5 separate regions of the Mus musculus genome follow, and all the other regions are linked to region 5. Evidence: chromatin contacts called from public Hi-C, HiChIP or PLAC-seq, Micro-C and promoter capture Hi-C data. All regions are on one chromosome and are shown on one strand. Each heading gives the region's core, a stretch centred on a gene start, on an enhancer-like site or on the middle of the called end of the contact. The rest is flanking DNA. Distances are from core to core; before and after follow the strand shown.

The links. A called contact is a pair of places that touch in the nucleus more often than the background predicts. HiChIP or PLAC-seq counts read pairs in DNA pulled down with a chosen protein or histone mark. Capture Hi-C pulls out chosen DNA fragments and counts their contacts.
Region 1: a contact with region 5 is called in an H3K27ac HiChIP or PLAC-seq map of embryonic stem cells, with 6 times the contacts expected there. The contact joins the promoter of Topaz1 here to the promoter of Higd1a in region 5. A contact is called at or near these places in 1 of 39 promoter capture datasets (embryonic stem cells), 1 of 484 Hi-C or Micro-C datasets (cortical neurons) and 2 of 115 datasets of contacts at active chromatin or transcription factors (embryonic stem cells and forebrain).
Region 2: a Micro-C map of embryonic stem cells shows a contact between it and region 5, with 6 times the contacts expected there. The contact joins the promoter of 9530059O14Rik here to the promoter of Higd1a in region 5. A contact is called at or near these places in 1 of 39 promoter capture datasets (hippocampal neurons), 1 of 484 Hi-C or Micro-C datasets (embryonic stem cells) and 2 of 115 datasets of contacts at active chromatin or transcription factors (embryonic stem cells and forebrain).
Region 3: a promoter capture Hi-C map of liver shows a contact between it and region 5, with 2.0 times the contacts expected there. The contact joins the promoter of Ulk4 here to the promoter of Higd1a in region 5. A contact is called at or near these places in 3 of 484 Hi-C or Micro-C datasets (B cells, CD4 T cells and regulatory T cells), 2 of 115 datasets of contacts at active chromatin or transcription factors (bone marrow-derived macrophages and thymic regulatory T cells) and 3 of 9 other capture datasets (adipose tissue, liver and macrophages).
Region 4: a contact with region 5 is called in a Hi-C map of LSK cells, with 7 times the contacts expected there. The contact joins the promoter of Tcaim here to the promoter of Higd1a in region 5. A contact is called at or near these places in 2 of 484 Hi-C or Micro-C datasets (CD4 T cells and LSK cells) and 1 of 115 datasets of contacts at active chromatin or transcription factors (embryonic stem cells).

Annotation. Positions count from the first base shown.
Region 1 is chr9:122,745,803-122,748,502 of GRCm38.p6, forward strand. It overlaps Topaz1 (testis and ovary specific PAZ domain containing 1), which reads left to right and starts at 1,397. Exons shown (of 20, transcript NM_001199736.2): 1 at 1,397-1,760; 2 at 2,442-2,700. The coding sequence starts at 1,544.
Region 2 is chr9:122,571,125-122,573,824 of GRCm38.p6, forward strand. It overlaps 9530059O14Rik (RIKEN cDNA 9530059O14 gene), which reads left to right and starts at 1,377. Exons shown (of 2, transcript NR_015610.2): 1 at 1,377-1,640.
Region 3 is chr9:121,275,729-121,278,428 of GRCm38.p6, forward strand. It overlaps Ulk4 (unc-51-like kinase 4), which reads right to left and starts at 1,444. Exons shown (of 37, transcript NM_177589.3): 1 at 1,332-1,444. It overlaps Gm34655 (a long non-coding RNA gene), which reads left to right and starts at 2,019. Exons shown (of 2, transcript XR_003948091.1): 1 at 2,019-2,238.
Region 4 is chr9:122,804,198-122,806,897 of GRCm38.p6, forward strand. Tcaim (T cell activation inhibitor, mitochondrial) reads left to right here and starts at 1,350. Exons shown (of 11, transcript NM_001013405.2): 1 at 1,350-1,491.
Region 5 is chr9:121,856,516-121,859,215 of GRCm38.p6, forward strand. It overlaps Higd1a (HIG1 domain family, member 1A), which reads right to left and starts at 1,281. Exons shown (of 4, transcript NM_019814.5): 1 at 997-1,281. It overlaps Gm47112 (predicted gene, 47112), which reads left to right and starts at 1,232. Exons shown (of 1, transcript NR_168944.1): 1 at 1,232-2,693.

The DNA.
Region 1 (2,700 bases), core at 147-2,646, 890 kb after region 5:
GGGCCGTCTCAAAACAACAACAAAGCAAAATTAGCAATGATTAGAAGTTACCTGTAATGGTAACATTGTTCTGTAATGGTGAACATTGTTTAGAGGAAATATTTACTGTGCTAGGCTTGTAAAACCAAATTGTTTTTAACTTGTATAAGCAATGAGGAAGTTGCTCCTACCTTAAATGTACCCTGTGAGCTGACCTGAAAATGGACTACTTCCTGGTACGGTTGGGCTCTTCTTAAAAGAAAAAAAAATGCTGATTGTTGCAAAATGCTTTACTCTCTCAGCTATTCTACAAGGTAATGGGTCACAAGATTGAACAGGCTAAACTGCTAAGGCCCAGTTTTGTATCAAATGCTTGCTTGTTTGGATTATCTGAGACACCTTTGAGATGCCTGTTAGAAAAGCAAGCCTTGCCTGAACCCAGATAGGATATGAGTTGATTTAGTTCCCAAAACTACTAGTTTATGGTTTTTGCCTTTATAACCCTTAGATTAACAATAACTGGGGCCTTGCCTAGGGAACTCTAGTCCTGGCCAGTCTCTTTTTAATAAAAATCCTCTAACTTACTAAAACTAAAACCTGAATCAGACTGGTGAATCTCTGAATGACCACCAGACCCACAACCTTTTCCACAAAAGAACACTTTCCTTTTACAAGGTCAGTACTGATTAAATATTCACAAATGGACACAGTAGACAGGATCCAAAATAACACACAAGGAGGATAAACTCCATTCCAATCTTTAAGCAAAGGAGGTTTGTGAAGGGTCAAGATGGGGCATATACCAGGATCCTCTTTCAATGGAGAGGCATGGCCTGGCAAGCTGGTCAAACTTGACTGGACTAACACAAGGATGGAGACATCAATAAAATTAGAAGCATGGTGTTGTAGGTCAAAGTCTAAGGGCCAGAGCCGCAGTAACGGGAAAGGGGGAGAAGTAACGAAGGCTGAAAATAGAACCAAGCAGATTTGATAAATCAACATGCAAGGAATCCAGAAGAACATCTAGAAACCTCTGTCCGCCAACACCGGAGAAGCAACCTTTTACAGAAATAAATGGTATTTTGCATGTCAGCAGCTGGGGTATCTCTGAGCTATCTGGATAATGTGACAGCCATATTGAGAAGTAAGCGACAGTGGACTCGCAGGAGTGTTGGAGGCAGTTAGAAGCCACTTGTAGACAACCATTGTCACAGTGCTGAAACAGGCACCTCCAGAAGTCCAGGTCTGGAGAAGGGTGAGGAACCCAAGGAGGCACCACCACAAACCTGTGCGGTGAGGCTCTGGCCGGGGTGAGACCCTGTCACCTCCGGGTGCAGCCAGGGCTCTTCGAGGGAGCAAGTGGACGGGCGGACCACGTGGCCCTCAGCCAGTTGCCCCCAGCCGAGCCCAGCCCACCGACTTCCGCTTCCTGTAGTGTCGGGTACAGGGTCGGAAGCGAGGCCAGGCCGGGCCAGGGTGGGCAGTAGCCTGTGTCCTGCAGGGGGAGCAGCGGCTCTAGGCCGTCTAGGCTTCCCAGAGAGGCTGAGTGGGCGGCTGTGGGCGGATGCGGCCGCCAGCGACGCCCCCAGACCCGACCAAGGAGCCAGGGTGCAAAGGCACCACCCGAGGCCTGAGGAAGCGAGGCCTTCCGCTGACGCCAGAGCCAGGCGAGGGGGGAGGCTGCAGCCTGGAGGCCAGGGGGTGCGAGGAGGAGAGCAGGCAGAAGCAGAGGATGGTGACCCAGGCTTCTGGGAGAGAAGAGACAGAAGGTGACAAGTTGGGTGAGACATCCGCGTCCTGGAAGGTAGCAAGCAGAGGAGGGTCGGTGAACAGGGGGCCTAGAGCAGTGAAGGAGGCAGAACCCTCTCTCATCCCAGAAGACGCAGTAAGGAAGCTGGTGGTCACCCCGACCCCGAAGCCTTTTTTTCCTCAGCTGCCTCTGTCTTTGCTCTACTACTAACCTTTAGTTGTATTTGTGTGGTATTTACCAGTGCACTTGGTGAGGAGAGGTGAGATGGGAAGGATTAAAAAAATTAAATAAGTGTATGCCCATTTAGGAGCTCAATCATTATAATTACTGTCGAGGGAATTAATAATACTAGTGGTTTGTTTTAACTAGAGTAAATGATGCTATCTATAAAGGTTTTTCTGCTGTTTTAGAATTTATAGAGGTTTATTTCTAGTTCTTAATTAGATCTTAAAGCTGGCCAAGGCGATTCACACCCATAATCTACCAGGTGGGAGGCTGAAGCAGGAGAATCTCAAGTTCGAGGTCAGCCTGTGTTATGCAATGGACCCTGTTTAAAAATTTTTAATACTTAATATGAAAATCAGTTTGTATGTCTAAATAGCTCATCAGGAAAATACAAATGGATGGCTTCACAGATTTTTCTGTTAACTGATATTGCTTCTTTCTGCCCAGTGTAAAAATGTCTTCTGGTGTGTTTTCTTGTTTTGATCAGCCAAAGAGAATGGAAAAATTACTGAGGCCCCAAGTGATGATCCACAGCCAGGGACTGACCTGGTAAGAAAGACATCAATAACCAGTTCGGAGTCTTTGCAAACAGTGGAGTGCAGTGAATTTCAAAATATGGCTTTCTTACAGTCTTTGGATAAGGAAGAATTGGGAGAAGGTATTAAAAGAAGAATGCGAATTAAAAAATGTAAAAGTTTAGAAAATCCACCTCTTGAAATAACTAAAAATGAGGCAACACAAAATAT
Region 2 (2,700 bases), core at 127-2,626, 710 kb after region 5:
CTCTGGGTTAAGGGAGGCGTTGCTTCGCGGGTAGAGGTTGAGAGGGAAGTTGGAGTGCAATGGGACCATTAAGTCCCACCTTCTTCCCCCATCTGTGCTTTGGACTATGCGGTTTCTGCCTTGGCCAAAAACCGCATCCACGTCCAAATACAGTACAAAACTCTCTTGGACAGAAGTTAGAAAGAAGCCAGTGTAGAGAGAGACAGTTTGCTTCTAATAATCTCATAAGAATGCCCACAGTATGGCCCAAGTGGCGAGCAGATTCACGGTCCCCATGTGCTGCTGGGGTTGTCGCAGACGCGTCCACGGGCGTCGCAGCGGACGTGACACCGCATTTTCTCTGAATTCCTGCCATCTAGGATGGTGCAACCAAGGGAGGGGGTCATGGGGAAGCAGAGTGCAAGGCTGCAGAATCCGTTCTCTGCAGAGAACTGGAGCGAGCATGGAACAGCGCAACTCCGAGGGCGTTCACATTCGAGAGAAAAGCAACGCCCGGTCGTGGGTGGTTAATTGCCGGCTTCCCACAACCATGAGGCACGTCCCTGGCGGCGTCACTACCTTATGTTTTAATTTGACCTTTATTGGATCTTTGCTCCCCTGGGCTGAGGACTGGACTTGCACTCAGAAGACCACTGCCCTCTCTGGGGAGGGTGGGCCTTCTACTGCGGTTCCCTTCTCCTGAGGGAGCCTGTTCGAGTTCAGAACCTTGTAGACCTTGGAGTTATCAGGCATTCCCGGGCGTGGTCTAGTCGTGGGTTGCGGGGTTTTCTAGCCTTGGAACTGGGCGGTGTCTGCAATGCATCGCATCGCCTTAAGCTGTTCTCGGGTACTCACTCTCGCCGGTGCGCAGAAAGAGACAGAGAGGGGAGGGGTCACGCTTGACTATGAAGTGCCGGTGGGGTCTATTCAGAGTGTCAGTGTGTGTGTGTGGGGGGGGGGGGGGCTGCAGCAGAGGAGGGAGGGTTCTACTGCCAAGGGCAGGGCGGAGGACTGTGAAGGCCGGTTGGTAGTGTGAATGCCTTCCCAGGTTCAGCTGCGGTGATCACCCGGCACTGCAGCTAAAGGAGCTGGTTGCACCTTGCGTGCTCCCCCGCCTTCCCTGTGTTCCCCGGCTTTTCCGGGAGGAAAGATGGGGTGCCCATAGCGGGTGGGGCGCGCCGGCTGCCCAGTCGGGCGGTCACGTGTCCCCCTCCCCCTCCTACTGCAGCGGGAGTTCCAATCAGAGCGCGCCAGGGGGCTCCTCCCGGGCAGGAACCACCGGGCTCCGCGGCGCGGGGTGGGCCGCCATCACCTGACCGCCCGCCCCCGCCCCCCGCGAGTAAGGGGCGGTGGTAGCGTCTGCTCGGTTACAAATGGCCCCTCCCGCCCCGCTCGCCCGCTCGCTCGAGCTCGGCGCGGACCCGCCCGGGAGCGCTCCTCGCAGCAGCTGCCCGGGTTCCCACCGCCCTACCGGGCGCGAGCGATCAGACTACCTCGGAGGGCGCGCTCAGACACCCAGATGTCCGGCCACCTCAGTGGGTACCCTCGGCACCCTGTGATCCGACCACCCGCGGAGGCGCGCTAGCCCTCTGGGTGGGCGTGCTGGGCTTCTCTGCGGCGGAAGTCTGGACCACAGATTGTGACTTCTTTTCTAGCAGTAGGTGAGTGCCCAGCGGGAGCGCAGGCATGGGATGCCCTCCTACTGTGTGGGAACCCCGGGATCCTCTAGGGCACAGGAGGTTTGGTGTAATGACTAAGTCAAGCTTGCAGAACAAGTCCGAAGTCACTCGCCTTCTGGGCCTCTTTTTCGAGTTTCCCCAGTCCCTGGTTTGGGAAAGCGCTTTGATTTGAGGAATTCTTGTCTTGAGATACTTGACAAAGGTTGAAAAGACACTCAGATAGGAGCCGGGAGCTCTAGCTAGCTGGCGCAGGCTGGGTACACCCGGCGTGTTTGAATGTGGGGGGCGGGGGCCCTTTTGAGAATCAGCCCTGGGTAGGGCTAGGGCGAAGCCTCTGCGTTGGTCCCGTCACTCTGTCCCCAAAAGCCACTTGAAATGCCAAGGAGAGAAGAAACAGTGGCTGTAGATGTTGCTAACCAGCTAACCCCCTCCGTTTCTGATCTACCCCTGTGCTGCAGGTTATTCTGCCAAGGATGTGTGAGACTTGGAAGCGCCTAGGATACACCATTTTTACTTTATGACTTTTTGGCAGAAAATATGCGTTAAAGTGTTGAATTACGAGGGAAGATGGAGAAAATAACTTAATTCGCGTTTTTGTAAAGTTTTTGTTTTAAATGCAAGGCAGTAGAGATGTAGGTATTTGAGTCATATTTTGCGACTATACTTTTGGCTTTATGGTCCATATGTTCCTTATAACCTTTCAAACAAAACCCTAGGGAAAAAAATAGAAATAAATAAAAACCAAGGTGTGTGTGTGTGTGAGAGAGAGAGAGAGAGAGAGAGAGAGAGAGAGAGAACACAGGACTTCTGGGGAACAGAAGACAACCTCCTTTGATGAGTACAGTGATGGCCAATTTAATTTGTCATGTGCCACTGAAGGGGATGTCAAGCTGATAACATGCAGACTGGAGAGAAAATGAAGTAGGAGTTGCCCCTAGAGGAAGAAATAAGCCCTGATCCAATTACGCTGGGGAGAGAGCTGAAGGCTAGCCCTTCTGCACTGGAGCTGAGTCTTCTCAGTGGAGGTGGAAGGGTGCAGTTT
Region 3 (2,700 bases), core at 194-2,693, 580 kb before region 5:
ATGGAGCATTCTCAAAAGTCAAATAGAATCGCCTACATGTCCAGTCATGCTACTCCTGTGTTCACAGACACACACACACACACACACACACACACACACACATGCACATACATGCACATGAACATCCAAAGGCAGCTCAGGCAGCATACACAGGGATACTTGGCATCTCTCAGAGCGCCACTCAGCTGTCAGGAAGAGTGGAATTACATCATTTTCAGGAAGATGAATTGAGTCAAAGTCATTGCGGTGATGCTATGAGGTAAGCCAGAGCCAGGCAGACAAACACTACATTATCTCTCTCTGGCAAAATTGAGTGGGAATATACAAAATAGTATATAACCTAGATTTAAACATATATCATATATGAGGAACGGGAGTAAACAGAGGACTACAGGGAAGAAAAATGAGCCTAAAGGGAGGAGAGGCAGGAACAAAGGGTCACGGGAGGCAGTAACGACACAACACCATGTTTCCTCTCATGCAAAATCAAGACATAAAAGTAGGTCCTGTGAAGCCACAAGACAACTATGAGAGGATGAGAAAGAGGACAAGCAGGAGGGGGTAAGAAGAGCAGAGGAAGATAGTGAGGGGCAGACATAAGGAAAACACAAAGACAGACATATAGGAAAATGTCGTAGTGAAGCCCTGAAACTGTATGATAGCTTAAGATGTCATTGTTACAAAAGAACATGGGGCTGAGAAGACGGTTCACCTGGTTAAGTGTTTACTCTGCAAGCCTGAGGACTTGAGTTCAAATACTCAACACACACATAGAAACCCAGTAATCCCAGCTTTGAAGGGCCTACACGGGAGAACCCCAGGAGCTCACTGGCAGGCTAGTCTAGTCTCAACAACCAGCCTCGGGCAGGGGAAAAAGACCTTGTCTCTAGGCAAAAGGCAGACAGGCCAGAGGAAGACACTCAACACCCTTCTCTGCCTGCACACACAGGAGCATCCACCAGTACACTCACATGCATGCGCGCACACTCTCTCACATGTGCAAGAAACCTTGTCAAAACTATCAGTGGACAGAGAGATGGCTCAGCCATTAAGAATACATACTGCTCTTGCAGAGGATCTGAGTTCTGTTCCCAGCACCCACTCCGGGTGGCTCACAACTACCTGTAACTCCAGCTCGAGGAAATCCAACACCATCTTCTGGCTTCCGCAAACACTCAACATGTGCACACGCACGTAAATAAACTTTTTTTTTTTTTTTTTTAAATAAGACTTTAGATAAGTTGCTGTCCTGGGGGAAGTGGTCGCGCCTCTGAGGAGGATGAAGCGGGTCAGAGATGTAACCAGGAATGGAGCCGCAGCTGCCCACCCACCTGCACGATGGTGGGGGACCCGAGTTGCACGCGCTCTGCCTTGCCACGGCGAGGCCACAGCTTGGACAGAGGAAACCGAGGCACCCGAAGACCTGGCCAACTCCCCTGGACGCGTGGGTGAGCCCTCTGCGTCACCATGACAACCTGCGAGACGCGGGGGGGAAAAAGAGCGGGACTTTGATTGGCTGATCGCTACCCAGAAGAACCCGGAAGTGAGCGAGTTTGCGCGCCCATCCAGCGACACTAAGGACCCCACGCCACTTCGAACATGATCTCGCTGGCCTAAGGGGACACTGGAAACTGGAAAGAGACCGGAATCGTGGGCAGTTCTCAGGTTTGCCCGGCGAGCATCCCTCGGTATTTGAAAGCCGCCATCCCATCTCCATGGCAACACAAGGACGGCCGGAAAAGACCCGGATGCTGCCTGGTTGAGCGCTTCCGGCGCTGTGGGCTGGGGCCGGAAATGAGAATCTTTGAGTACACCTAAGTGGCCTTGGGCACTCTAAAGCCAGTGCATCCTTTCTAGAAAGAGGTGGGAGAGATGGCGAGACTCACACAGCCCCACTGCAGGCCCTGCTTGGCGTTTACACGCCCCCTCGTCTCCATGACAGCAATAGGACGCCGGCGATGCAGGGCGCTGATTGGCTGAGATTAGGAGGCATGGACCGGAAGTGGCCGGAGATTGGCGTGGCTAGAGCCAGTCCCCTCCCCATCTGCGCGCCGATGCCTCTGAGCCTCCTCAGGAAACTTCTCGGTCTGGAGCCCGTTGGTCACTGCAGGCTCAGCGGACCGAGGTTAGGACGGATCGGCCTCTCTAGTCAGAGCGTGCAGTGGTGATCAGATCCCACCGGGAAGGCAGCATAATCGCGTGGTCCCAGCCTTCAAGCTGCCTGCGCCGCACATCTTGGTGGGTGGGACTTAAAGTCTTTCACGTCTGCCTGGTCCCAGAGCGTCACAGCTTTAGCTGTTTTGCTGTGTTTCCTTCTTAAACAGGGTTTCACGCTGTAGCCCAGGTTGGCCTCCAACTGGAGTCCTCCAACTTCCATTCTGATGTGAGAGCAGGCTGACAGTATCTATGGAAGGAAGAAAGCCCAACTCAGTTGACCAGAATCGGGCTAGAGATGGGGCTAAAGTTCCTTTTCTAGGTGGGGTGTGGCGGTGGGGAGATAGGACCCTACGTTTCTTGTTTTGTTTTGTTTTTTCGAGACAGCGTTTCTCTGTGTAGCCATGGCTGTCCTGGAACTCACTTTGTAGACCAGCCTGGCCTCGAACTCAGAAATCCGCCTGCCTCTGCCTCCCAAGTGCTGGGATTAAAGGCGTGCGCCACCACTGCCCGGCGGACCCCAAGTTTCTAAGGATAAACCAAGGT
Region 4 (2,700 bases), core at 100-2,599, 950 kb after region 5:
CTGAAAACACAAAGATCCAGGGCACCCCACCAAATGTCTAAGTTACCCTCCTAACAGCTCCCTTTCAGTGGGTCTCATATGACTATTACGTGTACGTTGTGGGAGGAGCACACATCCATGTGGATTTTTGCAGGACAGCGTTTTTGGAATCTGTTCTTTCCTTCCACCTCCATCTAGTTACGGTAATCAAACCACAGTGGTCAGGCTGGAGGGTCTGATAGCAAACACTTTCATCTGTTGGTCGACCTGGCAGCACAGTACTGTATGCTTTATGATAATATGTGACTAAGGACATTGCTAATGAAAATATTTTAAACAAATGTGCCAAAATATAAATATCTAACAAGGATTGTCCCAAAACACTAAGAAGTTAAAACTTCAGAAGTTGTCAGGTGGTGGTGGCCCATGCCTTTGATCCCAGCACTCAGGAGGCAGAGGCCAGCAGATCTCTCTTCAAGGCCAGCCTTGTCTACAGGACTACACGGAGAAATCCCGTCTCAAAACAAAAAACAAAAACTCCTTCAGAAACCACCTTCAGTATCTGTAGCCTATTCTCTTTAACATAGTCCTCACTCTAAATAGTACTGTACGCCACAAATTCAAGTCGTCTAGAGGGGAAAAGCCCTAAATAGGGTAATAAATGGGACAAGTATTTAAAGGAGTTCTCAAAATGGGTAGAGGCAGTGTCCTTAAATCTACAGTCTCACAAGGGCAGGAAAATTGAGTCCCAGCACTCTTAAGCTTGCGTGACATGTGGCGCACACACTGCCTCAGAGACAGGTGGGCAATTGTAAACTATGCTCCTGCAGACAAAGGACACGATGTGGGCCGCAAGGTCGTCTTCAGGAGAATGAAGATCTGAGAGAAGGGGTGGGATGGCTTCTTGCTGGTTGACCAAGCCAAGAGGTAGCAAAGCGAAAAGCAGTTTATATTCCATCATTTGCAGGTCTGGAGATCAGTTACAGACGTCCAATAAAGCAGTAAAAAGCCCATGCTGAGTACACTGAACGTTTAAAAACAGCCTAGTAAGGAGTCGCGATGTGTCATGCCTGTAATCAAAGCACGTAGGAGGCTGAAGCAGGAGAATTGCCGCAAGTTCAAGGCCAGCGTGGGTTACAGTGTGAGCCACTGTCCCAAATAATTAAACTATCTCAAATAGATTAGATTGAGGAAAAGTCAAGTGGGAAATGTAAGCCAGAGGAACCGGATCTTTCACACTCAGCTGCATCTGGGAAGCCTACCAAGACTACCAACGGCTGCTCAGCAAGAACTGCGTCACCAGAGCGCCTTGCATAGCTCCGCCCCTTCCCCCCTCCCCACCAGGGGCTGCGCGTGCGCGCTTTGGCCCCGCCCCTGCCTCCCGCTACTCCTTTACCTTTGCTTATCGTCCTCCCACCTGCCTGCCAATCATCTTTCTCCCTCAGACCTAGTCGGCCGGAAGAACCGGCTTGTGTCTCCCGAAGCTGCCTTCGGAAACCCGCAGATAGCGGGGTAAGGACACCGCTTTGAAGCGGGGTGGGAGGCCGCTGAGAGCCGACGTCCTGGCTGGGAGCCGCTTGCCGGCCTTGCGCAGGCGTTCTAGGAGGAAGGTCGGTCCGCCTTAGCCAATGAGCATGGTTCGTGCGGCCTGCCGGCTCCAAGTGTCGGGGCGTCCAAGCACGAACCCAGGCCTCTGAGACAGTGGGCCAGACCTGTCAGGAGCTCCCTGCAGAGCGAAAGTTGCCCAGGGACTCCACACTTGCCACACAGGCCTTGGCCTGTGCGTGCTGAGGCGTAGGCGAGGCTGTCAGATGGGAGCTGGGTTTAGGCTGCTGCTGGGAGAGCCTTGAGGCTGGTGGGGCCCTGGGAGGAGCTGCACCCCAAGTTGCGGACCTGTCCATTCACCTCTAGACCTGTAATCAAACTTATGGCTAAGTAGACTCTCAGAGGGGAGTCTGAGGCGTAGATTACTCAAGTGCACTTCACCACTAAAGAGCTTAAGGAGTGTGCTAATTCATTCAAGACATCTGTGGAATGTGTGTGTGCGAATGGGTTTAAGATTGTAGGATAATGGTAAAAGGAAACAGGATCAGGCTGAATTTTATCAGTTTGAGACCACCGATTGGAGATTCCAGATTTAATGTGGAGTTCATATAGTTTTAAAAAGGTGTCAAAGTTTGGTTGGCTGGTTGGTTGGTTAGATTTGTCTACAGATGGCCTACTGAAAAGGAACTGGAGATGCCTGCCATCCCTTGGCTTAGTGTTGATGAAGGAGTTTTAAGCTCAGGGAAATTGCAGTGCTAGAGTGGGTACTCTCTGAAAAACCTGATCCCTCATAATGGAAAGGCCCAGAAGACATGCCCTACACTAACCTATAAGATGAAAATGGTTTGAGGGGGCAACAGCAGGTCCGAAGAGTTTTTGTCGTAATTTTTTCTCTTGTGCCAGATCTTAGGGTTCAGTGGGTGTAATTGGACCTTGGAGTAGCACCAGTGCCTGTATATATTAGGTCAGGCTGGGCCAGAAGTGCCTGAATCCTTCTTGAAACTGTAGAGTTTGTAGTTATGATTTAACTCTCCAGCAAGATACAAAAGGAAAGCTAAAGAATTTGTTATCTAGCCAGGCGATGGTGGAGTGTCATTAATCCCAGCAATGGGAGGCAACAGGAGGCAGAGACAGTTGGATCTCTGTGAGTTCAAGGCCAGCATGGTCTACAGAATG
Region 5 (2,700 bases), core at 31-2,530:
AGTTTGCTGAGCACATTATTCTGTAAGGCCAGGCATAACTACTGACACACTTTTCCAAAGGCATGGCAACCTAGAAGAGGTAAATAAGAAAATGGTTGGGCATCAGGTGATATAACAGCTGAAGACTCTTCCCAGCATGTCCCTTTGGTCCTAAGAACTATTACCTAAAATAGTAAATTTTAAATTCTGATTTTGCCTAAGTTACCTGTCAGCTTGTGCAAAATGGCTTCTCTGAGATTGTGATTCAAACGGCCAGGGGCACAACACTAGGATTTGTATCTTAAGAAGCCCTTTCAAGTTATACTGTGCAGAGAAGACCTTCTAGCACATTCCAGGAGCACCGAGAACCTTTTGAACCTGTCAAGAATTTGCATCCAAACTGTCAATTTGCAGGGGGCCTCAGTAGTCCGGGAAGCAGATTCCCGGGTAGGGATCACCCCCTCAAAGAGAGGACTGCTTTCCACCCCAGGAATAAACGAGGGAAGCAGAGAACAGAATCGAGTCACCCGGACGGCTGGCACACCTGAACCTTAGTCGTGCTTTTGTGATCTCTGCACCCCGTTCCCTTGTCAGGGGCATTCGCATTCCGCCACAGCCTTCCCTCCTCCATCCGGTGACACAGGGTCACGTAAGGTCTGCGCAAACCCCGGGTGGCGCCCGGGAAGGCCAGGCCGAGGTGCCCGAGCGCTGCGCCCTGCCTCACCTCCCACCTTCTTGTGACCTTGTCCAGACTCCTAGACCCGTGCGATCGCGCTCCCTCTCCCTCTCCTCCCACTGCTCCCGGGATCCCCGAAGCTGGCACCAGCCCGGTCCCCGTTTGCCATCGTTGCCTCCTCCGCGACTCTCGTTCCCTCGGCCACGATCCGCTCCAGAAGCTCCGGCCTCCTTCCTCCGGCTCCACATGCACTGGCCGACGGGGACCCCAAGTCCTCCGCCCACCCGAGGGACCCCCCGCCCCGCAGCCCTCGCCTCCCGCCCGGCTCCCGCTTCACTCACCGAGACGCGGGGTCCCTTCCAGTCCTGCCGGTTTCTGGCCGCCACCCGAGTGCGAGAACACCGGCTTCGCCTGCTGCGGCCACTGCTCGCCCCAGCCAATCAGAAGCCAGCAGCCGGCGAGGCCGGGCCAGAGACTCCCTTTACGTGCGAGGGGCGGTGGGCGTGGTCACTTGTAGCGCGGCGCCCATTGGCTGGGGGGCCGGCCCGGTTCGTGGCGGCGCGCGCTGTTCGTGTCAGACGTGAGGCCTGGGCGGCAGTGCTGGCGCGGTGCCGCCTGGCGGCCGCTGCCTCCCAACCCCAATTGCCTCGAGGTTCTCGCGACCGGTTCGCTGGGCTCCGCGAACGCCACGCACGCAGGCTAGACCGGCTTAGGTGAGCCGAGCGGCCCGCCCGAGCGGGAGCATGCGCCGTCGGGGCGCCTTTGGGTCCCTCCCCGGAGCTGGTGGTGGCCGGAGAGCAGTGACCTCACACATGCCTGGGGAGGAGTCTGATGGGGCAGGCAGCTTCCGGGGCGGGGCTTCGTGTGGGCTCCGGGGATGGCAGACACCGACAGCCCCACTATGGGACGTGTCTGTCCAAGACTCTCAGCGTAGCAGAACATGGCGGCCTCTGAGAGAGGTAGGCTACTGGTAGGTACTCAACTTTGAGTGACTTCAGGGAGAGGAACAATTGTCTCCTCACCCCGAATAGAGCACCAACCACGGACAAGAGAAAGGATTCCGTCTTGTCTACCCTGCCCACCCCTTGCCCCGCCAGAGGCAGCTCTGCAGAGGGCTTCTTCCCCCTTTGTGCACCGATTATATAAACTGGCAAGAGGAACCACAGTGAATCGGCTAACTTTCTAACTTCCCCATACCTCAATGTTTCTTTTCTTTGTAAACTAATTTTATTACATTTACTTGTGTGAACATTTGCTGAGGTCAGAGGACAACCTTCACCAGTCACCTCCTAATGTCTGGACCCTGGGGCTAGAACTCTGATTGTGGGATTTGGTGGCCTTTACCCAGTGAACCATCTTGTTGGGCCCTCAATACGTTTCTTGAATTTCCTGAAGGCTGGTGTAGTCTTATGAGCCACCTTCCAATAACTACATAACAGGTGTCATGACTGAATATTAAAATTTTGTATTACCATTTTATTTATTGTGGGGAGGGGCACATGTGCTATGGCAAATGTGTGGAGAGCAGAGGACAACATGAAGGGACCTGTTGTTTCCTTTGCCCACAGGTTCCAAGGATCAAACACAGGTTAAAAATTATTTGAGTTAAGTCATATGTAGGAAACATTCCATGTTATACATGATAAAACTCTATGCCTGTGGCTGGAGAGTTGTCCCAGTGATTTAAAGGCACTTGTTACTCTTCTTACAAGAGGATCCAGGTTCAGTTCCTGACACTCAACGTGAGGCTCCCAACCATCCCAACTCAGTGGAACTCAAACCCTCTTTTGACTGCTTCAGGCACCAGGCATGTATATATGATGCACATACATGTATACATGCAGGCAAGATACACATATTTTTAAAATAAAACTTTTATGGTGGTGCACACCTTTAATCCTAGTATTTAGGAGGGAGGCAGGTGGATCTCAGAGTTCAAGTCCTTCCTTGTCTACAGTACAAGTTCCAGGACAGCCAGGACTACACAGAGAAGCCCTGGTTCAAAGAACAAAAATGAAATAAAGCTTTCCATACCTTGGATATGT